3 separate regions of the Mus musculus genome follow, and all the other regions are linked to region 1. A link is a contact called in public HiChIP or PLAC-seq data. All regions are on one chromosome and are shown on one strand. Each heading gives the region's core, a stretch centred on a gene start, on an enhancer-like site or on the middle of the called end of the contact. The rest is flanking DNA. Distances are from core to core; before and after follow the strand shown.

Region 1 (3,515 bases), core at 354-2,853:
GACTGACAGAAAGCTGACAACAGCCAGCTGAGGCTTCCTGTTCTGTCCCCAACTCAACAGTCAGACAGTTCTGTCAGGTGTGGCACACCCCCCTGCAGTTTTGGCTATAGGCGACTGAGACAGGAAGAGCCTGAGTTTAATTACAGTCTGGGAACTTAGTGAGATCTTGGCTTAAACTAGTTTTTTTAAAAACCCACAAGACATTCCCAGCATGCACAAAGTCCTAGGTTCAATGTGCAGTGAACCACAAAACAAAAAAAGCAGCGAGACCACAGCTCCACTGTCGGCTCTGAGACCATAGCCTCCCTGCTGTAGACCCAAATTCTACCATCCCTGTATGCCTGGTGTGACCAGTACCCTAAGCCACCCACATCCTTGACCTCCAGCATCCATGGAGATGTTACTGCATGTGGTAGAAGAGACTCTGGGTGGGAATATTTAAGTGTTTTTCAATTACTAAACTGCAGTCCTCCTGCCTCTGTCTACAGAATGTTACAACTACAGGTGTGCACCACCTCACCTTTAGAGCCATCTCAGTCTACGTTAAAATGCTACTTAAGAACAGGTAGAAACTAGTCATGGCTTCAGCTTCTGTAAACCCAGCTCTCAGGAGCTGGAGAGATGGCTCAGCGGGTAAGAGCACTGACTGCTCTTCCGAAGGTCCCGAGTTCAAATCCCAGCAACCACATGGTGGCTCACAGCCATCTGTAATGAGATCTGACATCCTCTTCTGGTGTGTCTGAAGACAGCTACAGTGTACTTACATATAATAAATAAATAAATCTTTAAAAAAAAAAATCCCAGCCCTCCACAGGCTGAGGTAGTGGGATCATCTGTAGGGGACACACACGAGGGAGGGAGACTCTAGGGTGTGGTATAAAGTGGGAAGGACCTCAGTAAGGCACCATTAGGAAAGGCGGTGCCCCTGGAGACAAGGGGCTGAGACCACTGGATGACTCAAGAATGGCCAGAGAATGAAGTATGAAGTGTGAACCGGAGCCCAGAGGCCTCTACTGCTTACAAGCTGATCACATCTACAAATGGCCCAAGGCCCAGTGATGACCCCTGGGAGCACCCCGAGGACAGCTCAGACTGGGGGAGGACAGGAGATGGGCTGACCTGATCGGGCTTGAGCTCTTCCCTCACGGCTTGGAGGGCGTCTCGGCACTCACTCAGCATGGACTCGAACAGACGCTCCTTCGTTTCTTCACTTTCAGCCTACACAGTGGCAAAATGGAGCAAGAGACTGTTTTGAGCAGATTGGAGGAGGCACGGCATCGCATGGCTCAGAGGTGCCGTATGCAAACCTTTACAATCTGAGCCAACCTGCAGTTTCTGGTTTCTTTCAGATTCGAGCAAAAGACAGAAATTTCTAATCAATATCCAACCAAGAAGATATTTCTCCTAAATATAAGACTAAATTGTCTTCTCTAGACATTCTGGGTCCATTGTTGTACATGGCCAACTCTTTGAGAACAACTTCTGGGCAGAAATGGTTGACAAGAAAGAGGCGACAGTATTCGCCCAGTACTAGGTGTCACCCTCACTACACTGCTCGATAAACCACAAAGTGACTCATTAACTGAATGCCTGCCACACCATGTTTCCAACCGAAAGAACCTGACTGAGCAGGGAAGCCACAAAAGGCAGGAAGCAGATGGCCCTGTGCCACCGGCGAGCAGACCCACTGAAGTGAAAGCGTTAGCATTCCACGGTCATGTTTGACTTTCCACAGAACTAACAGGCAGCCTGAAAAACACCAGCCTTCAACTGGCCTCTCAGGACCACAGAAGCCCGCCCAGAACACCCTCCACTCCTGTGAGAGGAGAAGGAGCCCAGATAAAAATTTCTGAAGATCTCTTGTGTTTTCCCTACATTCTAGTGTAAGGAAATAACTGTAAATTGCCCCATACATACCACACAGACGCTGCCACTTACGGGCCACCTGACTTTCCTGTCCCTTACTAACTTGGGAAACAAATCAGGACCATGGCCTCCGGTACCCTGAAGGCAAACACCACCCCATCAGCTAGCTCACTTCCCACCAGAGCAGTGCCTGCTGTCCAACAGACGTCAGGATGGACAGCTGCTCTAGCCGAGGTCGGCCATGCAGCGGGCATCAGTGTGGACTGCTGGGACCATGGTACATTACATAGAACAAACACAGCAAGGTGCTGTCCTGTCTGCTGTGACTCCAGAGAAGACTCCCTTTCCTCACCGAATCAGACTCTGAGGTTCCAGTGGAACTGTGAAAACCGAGTAAGACAGGTAAACCCCTGTGGAGCCACCGCAGAAAGGGTCAGCCCTAGAACCCACAAATCCGCAGCAGCACTGCTTCAGGTGGGCGGGGCTGAGCTGTCTGGCCGTGGGCAGTAAATGAGGATCTGTCTTCCCTCCTATCGGTAGGAAAAGTTCACATTTAAAATCAGAGGATGCACTCTTGGCTTCTTGCTCTCTGTTTTCTTCCTCCTGCTCCCCCCTCCATTCCTCTCCTCCTCCATCCCCCTCCACTGCTCACAGCTGGCCTCTACTCCTCTACTCTCTCTCTGCCTTTCTGTCTCTACTACCCCCTCAACTCCCCTCACAGTGCCCTGAATAAACTCTATTCTCTACTATTAAAAAAAAAAAAAAAAAAAAAAAATCAAAGGATGCCAGAACGCTAAGCCTCGTCACTGCCTCTGCGGTCGCCTCGGCACCAGAGCGCTGAAGACAAACTTCCGATGCTCCCCCACATTCTATGTCTCAGTAAGGATTTATGAAGATATTCCACAACAACCAAGGAAAAGGTTATGTCTGACGGGAAGGACTTAGTGGGATGTTTTCCACGTGCCACCCACAATGCTGAGTGACTCAGAGACCACCAGTATCTGAGAACTTGCCACGGATCTTCCTGCCTAGGGCAAAATGTCTCCAAACAGGAAGTCTTCATATATTTACGGCTCTCATTTACTCTAGAACCTATACTTGATGCCAAGGTGACTCCCACAGGGAGACACGCCTTTCAACATGCAGGGGCAGGACTGCACTCCACATCCCAGCCTGCCACATCTGCTACCGAGCCAGTACTCAATGGCACACTCCCTGCATAGAAACATGTGGCCCACTGGACCCTGTTCCCGGTGTGCCAATGGCAGTGTCTAGAGCTTGGAAATGATGACCTGCCTGCTCATCTCAATCAATCAACGGAACTCCTCTGGGCCAGCCAGTGCAGGGACACGGCACCACAGTGTCTCCCCCTATTATAGACACTGCTGGGTTGTTTTCACTGGCTGACAGGAATCTTGGGGAGATGGTGGTGTGTGACTAAGAGACACACAGGCAAGCCTGGCCACATTCTCTCTCCACCACACCCACAGGAGAATCATGGGGATAGGAACCAAGTCTCACCCAACCTGAGAGAGAGGCTCAGAAGAAAAAAAGATAAGGAAATAAAGAAAGGGGGTTTGGTTGTTGTTGTTTCTTTCCTTTAAAAAAAAGGGTGGGGGGGAGCGGGCTGGAGAGATGGTTCAGTGGTT
Region 2 (3,515 bases), core at 416-2,915, 240 kb before region 1:
CATAATTGGCCCACTGTGGGATTCCAGGCTCCAAGGACCACTGGGCTGAGGGCAGTGGGAACTGCAGTCTTTGGGGCTCGTCTGCATCTTTGGAAGTGGTGAGAAGAGAAACAAGCCCATCTGTCCGGGGGCTGCCAACCATCACGGTCACGAGCTCCAGTGCCTGGAAGGAGTAGGCATGTGTAGTCTATACCACCTGACAGAAGAAGTCCACCCAGGATCACATCATAGCCACAGAATCTATTTTTGGCTTTTTGTTTTGTTTTGTTTTTAAAGTTTTTGAAAACAGGGTCTCACTGTGCAATCCTGTCTGGAACTTTCTATGTAGATCAGGCTATCCTCTAACTAAGAGGCCCACCTGCCTCTACTTCAGAATGCTGGGATTAATAAAAGTATATGTGGGTGGAATATCCCATTGCAAATAGAAAACTCATGTCACTTGAAGTTCTAGAACAGCCCCAGGGTGACTGAAGCAACCAGGATCCAAACCCCAAGGTTCTGTCGTCTGGGACACACAGGGCCGTGAAGGGAATAGGCTTAGCTTGAAGGAGATGGGAGAAAGCGCTTCAATTAAGCGTTAGCCTTGGGGGCTCAGAGCACAGCCTTGTGGGTCTTCAGGGGCGGGGCCAGTGGTGATAGGAATGTGAACCTGGACTCTGCCCTAGCTAGCGTCCAACTGTGGGCCAAAGGGGACAGATAGTGATCTTATGCAAAAACAGGCCCAGAGGGGCTCCAGACTTCCTCCCACCTGGACCCAGCTCTGCACGCGGTAATCCCTTGTTCAGGAACTACTTATGCGCTGAGAGACCCAGGCTGAGAGTCCAAGAACCGAATGTGTAACTTTGAGGGAGTCATTAGTGCTCTGTGGATCTACTGTTTTCTCTGTAAATTCAAGGGGATGGGCCGGGGGGGGGGGGGGGGGAAGCTACATTTACACAGGTCTACCTTTGCATAGGTCTAGGTCGGTGCTGTGGGCCCAATCAAAGTCAGAGGGCTAAATAACCTCCTTTTTTTTCTTTTTCCTTGTTTTAAGAATCTTACAGCCCAAGCTGTCCTGGAACTCACTTTGTAGTTCAGGCTGATCTTGAACTCGTGGCAATTCTCATGCCTGAGCTTCCCCAGTACTGGACTATTAGGAATGCGCCACCATGCCTAATACTCTCTTATATTGCTTCCTTGGTCCTCACATTTTTAAGAGGTTCATACTTCCAAGTTGTGGGCGATGCCCCCAGAAGGCGGGCTCGAGAAGACAAACCGCACAGCCCCCCTCCCCCCAGCTCTGGCTTCCTGTCTTCGCACGTGGACAACTGCACGTCCCGGGGTCTCTCACGTCTGCTAGACCGCTTCACTCCGCCTTCCACCCGGAGGGTACCCGCCCTCCCGTGCCCCCTATGCCAGCCCTTCCCTACCGCAGGCCGGGCCAGCACACACAAGGAAGGGTCCCCAATGCGGCCCCTCACCATGGGCAGCACCAGGCCCTGGTTGTAGTCCGTGTGCTCCCCGATGAGGTTGACGCGGCCCGGCGCCGACACTGCCAGCTCCGGCTCGGCTCCAAACTCCTCCATGAAGGCCCGGCGGGCCTCGGCCAGCAGCTCCTCGACCCGGGGCGGTCTCCAAGCAGCCATGACGCTCGTCTGCAGCTGGGCGCACCGCCCCGCGGGATGCTGGGGGCGGAGCCACGTGGCGCGGACTTACATTCCTGTCCTTCGCGGGACCCCGCCCCCGCTACGACGGCCCCGCCCATCCCACCTGCAGAGCGGGGTCCAAACTTAGCTCTCCAGCGCAAGCCAACGCGGCAGCTGACAGCTGGAGGAAGAGACTCGGTTGCAACTTGTATCTTCGGTGATGTCCTAGCAGGAGTTTGGGGCTCCCACTTGAGTAGCAGTTAACACAAATGGAGATCTGAACTTCCCATCCATCCCTGAACCTGGAGCCTCTTAATGCGCTCCCATCCCCATCATCATCATCCCTCACACAGCCAGGGCAACACCAACACGAGCTGGCAACAGGAACAGCTGAGTGTCCCAGAGGATCTAGCGAAGTTATGCTAAGTCGTCAGCCCCTGGTCGGTCATGTCTCTAACAGGATGATGTGGTACACAGTCTAGGGATAAACAAGGAGAGCCAAGGTTCGAAGCCTTTTACAGGCTCCTTCTCTGGCTCCTGGCGATGGAGGACTGAAGTTCATCTCATCCAGTGGCCGGCAGGAAGCAAGCTCAGGCACTCCTCGATGACGCAAAGGCTACTGCAAAGATGGCTAATGTTGTTGGCCCCTAGCAGTTGCTTCCTCCACAAGAGCCTTGGTCTCAGAGACATGACCATCTAAAGCCTTCATGCTGGCCCAAATCTTTGCCTGGATTCCTAGCTATTCCTGGTCACCTTGTGTGAAACCTTCTAACAGAAGGACTAAAATGTAAGACAGTAAGAGTGGAGAACGGTAGGGGGTGTAGCTCAGTGGTAGAGAGCACATGCATTCAAAAGAAACACACAAATAAATGTACTATCTTATTCAAAAATTAAATAATTTCCAAGCCAGGCATAGTAGTCCATCTCAGCACATGGGAGACTCAGGCCGGAGGAGCGGCAGTCTGAAACCAGTCTGGGCTAAGATTCTGTCTAGAAAACAAATAAACAGGTTTTGTTAACAAAAGACATGTAAATCAAGAAAGCAGTATGTGGGGCTGGAGAGATGGCTCAGTGGTTAAGAGCACTGACTGCTTTTCCAAAGGTCCTGAGTTCAAATCCCAGCAACCACATGGTGGCTCACAACCATCCGTAATTAGATCTGACTTCCTCTTCTGAAGTGTCTGAAGACAGCTACAGTGTACTTACATATAATAAATAAATCTTTAAAAAAAACAAAACAACAAAAAAAGAAGGTGTGATCTTCTAAAAAAAAAAAAAAAGAAAGAAAATAAGAAAAGAAAGCAGTATGTGAGCCAGGCACGGTGGCACACAGCTTTTTAATCCCAGCACTTGGGAGGAAGAGGCAGGAAGATGTCTGAGTTCAGAGGCCAGCCTGGTCTACAGAGTGAGTTCCAGGACAGCCGAGGGAGAAGAAGAAGAAGAAGGAGAAGAAGAAGGCGGCATTCAAAACAATCAACAAGAAGGAAGAGAGGAAGAAAAAAAGAAAGAAAGAAAGAAAGAAAGAAAGAAAGAAAGAAAGAAAGAAAGAAGCAAGCTCTAATAGCACAGGTCAGTACTCAGGAAGCAGAAGCAGGCAGATGCAGGCAGAAGTAGGGTTGTGGCAAATTCAAGACCAAGGTACCTTACATAGGGCTACACAGTGAGACCCTGTCTCAAGTGGGATAAGGAAGGATGGGGAGGGGGAACGGGACTGGGACAGAGACAGGACTGAAGGGACAGGATGGCTGGAGGACTTTGATAAATCCCCGTATTCCCAGCATCTAAGAGGCAAACACTAAGGAATCCTAGCCAGGTATGGCGGCATATACATTTAATCCCAGAACTCAAGAGTTGGAGACAGGCAGAAGATCTGGAGTTCAAGGTCACCCT
Region 3 (3,515 bases), core at 255-2,754, 140 kb after region 1:
ACCATTAACACTTTGTCAGCCTCAGTGACTACAGTCATAGATGAACAGGCCTCAGCTAATGTCAAGATACAGAGAGGTCTCATGCTGGTTAATCAACTCATAGATCTTGTCCAGAAACAACTAGATGTATTATGACAAATAACTCAGCAGGGATGTGAACAAAAGTTTCCGGGATTGTGTGTTATTTCCATTCAGTATGTTAAATTTACTAGGACAGCTAATTTGTCAAAAAGTCTTTTTCAGTATATGTTACAGAATTGGATGGCTGAATTTGAACAGACCCTTCGAGGCTTGCCATCATTCAGGTCAACTCCACGCGCTTGGACCTGTCCCTGACCAAAGGATTACCCAATTGGATCTCCTCAGCATTTTCTTTCTTTAAAAAATTGGGTGGGATTAATATTATTTGGAGATACACTTTGCTGTGGATTAGTGTTGCTTCTTTGATTGGTCTGTAAGCTTAAGGCCCAAACTAAGAGAGACAAGGTGGTTATTGCCCAGGCGCTTGCAGGACTAGAACATGGAGCTTCCCCTGATATATCTATGCTTAGGCAATAGGTCGCTGGCCACTCAGCTCTTATATCTCACGAGGCTAGTCTCATTGCACGAGATAGAGTGAGTGTGCTTCAGCAGCCCGAGAGAGTTGCAAGGCTAAGCACTGCAATGGAAAGGCTCTGCGGCATATATGAGCCTATTCTAGGGAGACATGTCATCTTTCATGAAGGTTCAGTGTCCTAGTTCCCTTCCCCCAGGCAAAACGACACGGGAGCAGGTCAGGGTTGCTCTGGGTAAAAGCCTGTAAGCCTAAGAGCTAATCCTGTACATGGCTCCTTTACCTACACACTGGGGATTTGACCTCTATCTCCACTCTCATTAATTTGGGTGGCCTATTTGCTCTTATTAAAAGAAAAAGGGGGAACTGTGGGAAGCCGCCCCCACATTCGCCGTCACAAGATGGCGCTGACATCCTGTGTTCTAAGTTGGTAAACAAATAATCTGCGCATGAGCCAAGGGTATTTACGACTACTTGTACTCTGTTTTTCCCGTGAACGTCAGCTCGGCCATGGGCTGCAGCCAATCAGGGAGTGATGCGCCCTAGGCAATTGTTGTTCTCTTTAAAGAGGAAAGGGGTTTCGTTTTCTCTCTCTCTTGCTTTTTCGCTCTCTTGCTTGCTTTTCTCTTTCTCTTGCTTTTCTCTCTCTTGCTTCTTGCTCTCTTTTCCTGAAGATGTAAGAATAAAGCTTTGCCGCAGAAGATTCTGGTCTGTGGTGTTCTTCCTGGCCGGTCGTGAGAACGCGTCTAATAACAGGAGGGGATGTCAGCCTCTCGGGCAGTGCAGCCCACTCAGCTTTCTACTGTTGTTCTGCCACAGGCCAGTCTGCCTCCCTTGTCTGTTCCAAGATCATCAAACTCAGTCACTTCAGCCCTGTGTCCCTAGCACCTACCACAGAGCTGGCACTGGCAGTTGCTCAGTGACTGTCAAGTTTACAAACACAGGGGTGGCTTAGACTTAAACTCTGCACCTCCCTCTAGGTGAGAGTCCTTTCCCACCAGCCCAGTCAGTCAGTTCCCAAAGCCCCACCCAAGTCCCTCAGCTCAGCACCCAAGCAATCGTTGGCAGCACTCACTCCCACTCTCATTCCTGCAGAACTCAGTCACTGTAGACCTTCTCTCTTAGCTAACGTTTCCTGTTGCGTGTTCTAGCTGCCCCGCTCATGTGGAAGAGAGAGTTCTCCAAAGCAGCAAGAGGCAAAAGACTGATTTACAGCAAGGCAGATCTACTTATAAGACAGGGAGCAAATTTCATGTAAAACATTGGAAAGGTCCCTGGACCAGGCACACAGTCTCTATATGCCAGCTTCTACCGCTACTTGTCTTTCACTGATAAAATAAAATGAGAGGGACTGCAAGTCCCGGGACAGGTAGACACGGTGGCCCAGGCTTGTAATCCTGCATTCAGGAAGCCAAGGTAGACAGACTTGAGTCTAGACCACAGAGTGAGGTCCAAGACAGTCTGTCCTACCAAGTGAACCGATTAAGAAAATAAAATATAATAAACTTGGCATGGTAGTCCACACCTTTAATCCCAGCACTCAGAAGGAAAGGCGGGTAGAGCTCTGTAAGTTCAACCAATCTGGTCTATATAACAAATTCCAGGACAGCCAGACCAGAGCTATGGAATAGAGATGAGGCCTGGAGATGGAGCACTTTCATAAGGCCCTATACCACCACCACCCCCCAAAAAAACCCAAAAAACAAAAAAACCAAACCAAACCCAGTATGTCCTCCCTCGGGTAGGTCTTCATATGAAGAACAGTACCTGGGCCTTCCTCTGCACCCTGACAGCTGTTTTATAAAGCCTCAAGCAGATGCAGAATGGTCCCCATTTCAAGTTTACAGAGCCTAAGGGTTGACTCTGGAGCCTAACATTGCCTTGCATTTCTCAGCAATCCTCTTGCCTCAGCCTCCCAAGTGCTGGCATGACTGCGTGCAACTCCAAAACCAGGGAAACTTCATTCATTCACTCAACAAATATTTGCCAAGGCTTTTCGTTTTGAACCAGGCTCTGTGCTAGGTCCAACACACGACGGTAAACACAGTTCTTGCCTTCACTGGTCAGGACTGCTAAGGAGATGCCCTTAGAAGTGGGAATCCTCAGGAAAGCTCCCTCAGCCTGGCCACACCGAACCCGTAGAGCCCCCTGCCACATCAGCAAACTTGATTTTAACAGGGCTGGGTGCACGGGTCACTGTAGGCCCACAGCCAGTAAAGAGAGTCTACCCTTACCGCCACCGGCCTGTTTCCCAGGAAGTTCAGGTCGCTGTTCTCGCCAAACAGGTAACCCTCCGGATGCGTGGAGTCAAACTTCTCTCCTCCCATGATGAAGTGGCTGGCAAAATAGCTGCCTGGAGAGTGACAGACAAAAAGAGTCAGACAAGCAGAGTGCCATGAGGCCGGACGGAGGGGGAAATGCCGTGAGAAAGGAAGAGGTTAGGGCTCCCAACAAAGAATCAGACACATTGCTTCTGATTTCAGAACCTGGCACAAAATCAGCAAAACCTCATCAGAACCGGAAACGACAAACAAAGAGGCCATTTCTGTTCTTGTACCAAGCTTGAGTCCTTCCTTAAAATACCATTAACCAAAAGCCAACAAAATCCATGAATGGCCACTGACAAACCGACTTGTATTTTGCTACTTGCTGTGAGTGTGTGTGTGTGTGTGTGTGTGTGTGTGTGCGTGTGTGTGTGTGCGCGCCAGAGGTCAGTATCATCGGGACCAGCAGCTCACCAACTAGACTAAGCTGGCTGGCCAGTGAGCCCAGAGATTGACCTGTTTCTCCCTCCCCACTGCTGGGTCTACAAACAGACCACACACAGTTTTTCACAAGGGTCCTCATGCTCACTTAGCAAACACTTCAACTACTGAGCCATCTCCTGACACCCTGCTTGGTTTTGTTTTCTGAAACAAAGTTTCATCTGTGTAGTCCATGAGGGCCTAGAACTCGCTATGCA

What was found. HiChIP or PLAC-seq counts read pairs in DNA pulled down with a chosen protein or histone mark.
Region 2: a FOXA1 HiChIP or PLAC-seq map of pancreatic cancer cells shows a contact between it and region 1. The contact joins the promoter of Galk1 here to the enhancer-like site in region 1. A contact is called at or near these places in 1 of 39 promoter capture datasets (cranial neural crest), 1 of 115 datasets of contacts at active chromatin or transcription factors (pancreatic cancer cells) and 3 of 9 other capture datasets (adipose tissue, embryonic stem cells and pancreatic islet).
Region 3: a BATF HiChIP or PLAC-seq map of CD8 T cells shows a contact between it and region 1, with 6 read pairs. The contact joins two enhancer-like sites. A contact is called at or near these places in 1 of 484 Hi-C or Micro-C datasets (nephron progenitors), 2 of 115 datasets of contacts at active chromatin or transcription factors (CD8 T cells and embryonic stem cells) and 1 of 9 other capture datasets (adipose tissue).

The regions. Positions count from the first base shown.
Region 1 is chr11:116,253,183-116,256,697 of GRCm38.p6, forward strand. It overlaps Srp68 (signal recognition particle 68), which reads right to left. Exons shown (of 16, transcript NM_146032.3): 9 at 1,120-1,218. Among named protein-coding and RNA genes, the nearest start is that of Evpl, 17 kb to the left of the region's middle. Within about 2 kb of position 1,604, at least 134 of the 459 cell types and tissues checked have an H3K27ac peak or open chromatin away from gene starts, as enhancers often do. A contact at or near this core is called in CD8 T cells, pancreatic cancer cells and pancreatic islet, where this site is marked.
Region 2 is chr11:116,011,054-116,014,568 of GRCm38.p6, forward strand. Galk1 (galactokinase 1) reads right to left here and starts at 1,666. Exons shown (of 8, transcript NM_016905.2): 1 at 1,461-1,666; 2 at 1-163. The coding sequence starts at 1,625.
Region 3 is chr11:116,393,402-116,396,916 of GRCm38.p6, forward strand. It overlaps Rnf157 (ring finger protein 157), which reads right to left. Exons shown (of 19, transcript NM_027258.1): 2 at 2,788-2,906. Among named protein-coding and RNA genes, the nearest start is that of Rnf157, 18 kb to the right of the region's middle. Within about 2 kb of position 1,505, at least 58 of the 459 cell types and tissues checked have an H3K27ac peak or open chromatin away from gene starts, as enhancers often do. A contact at or near this core is called in CD8 T cells, where this site is marked.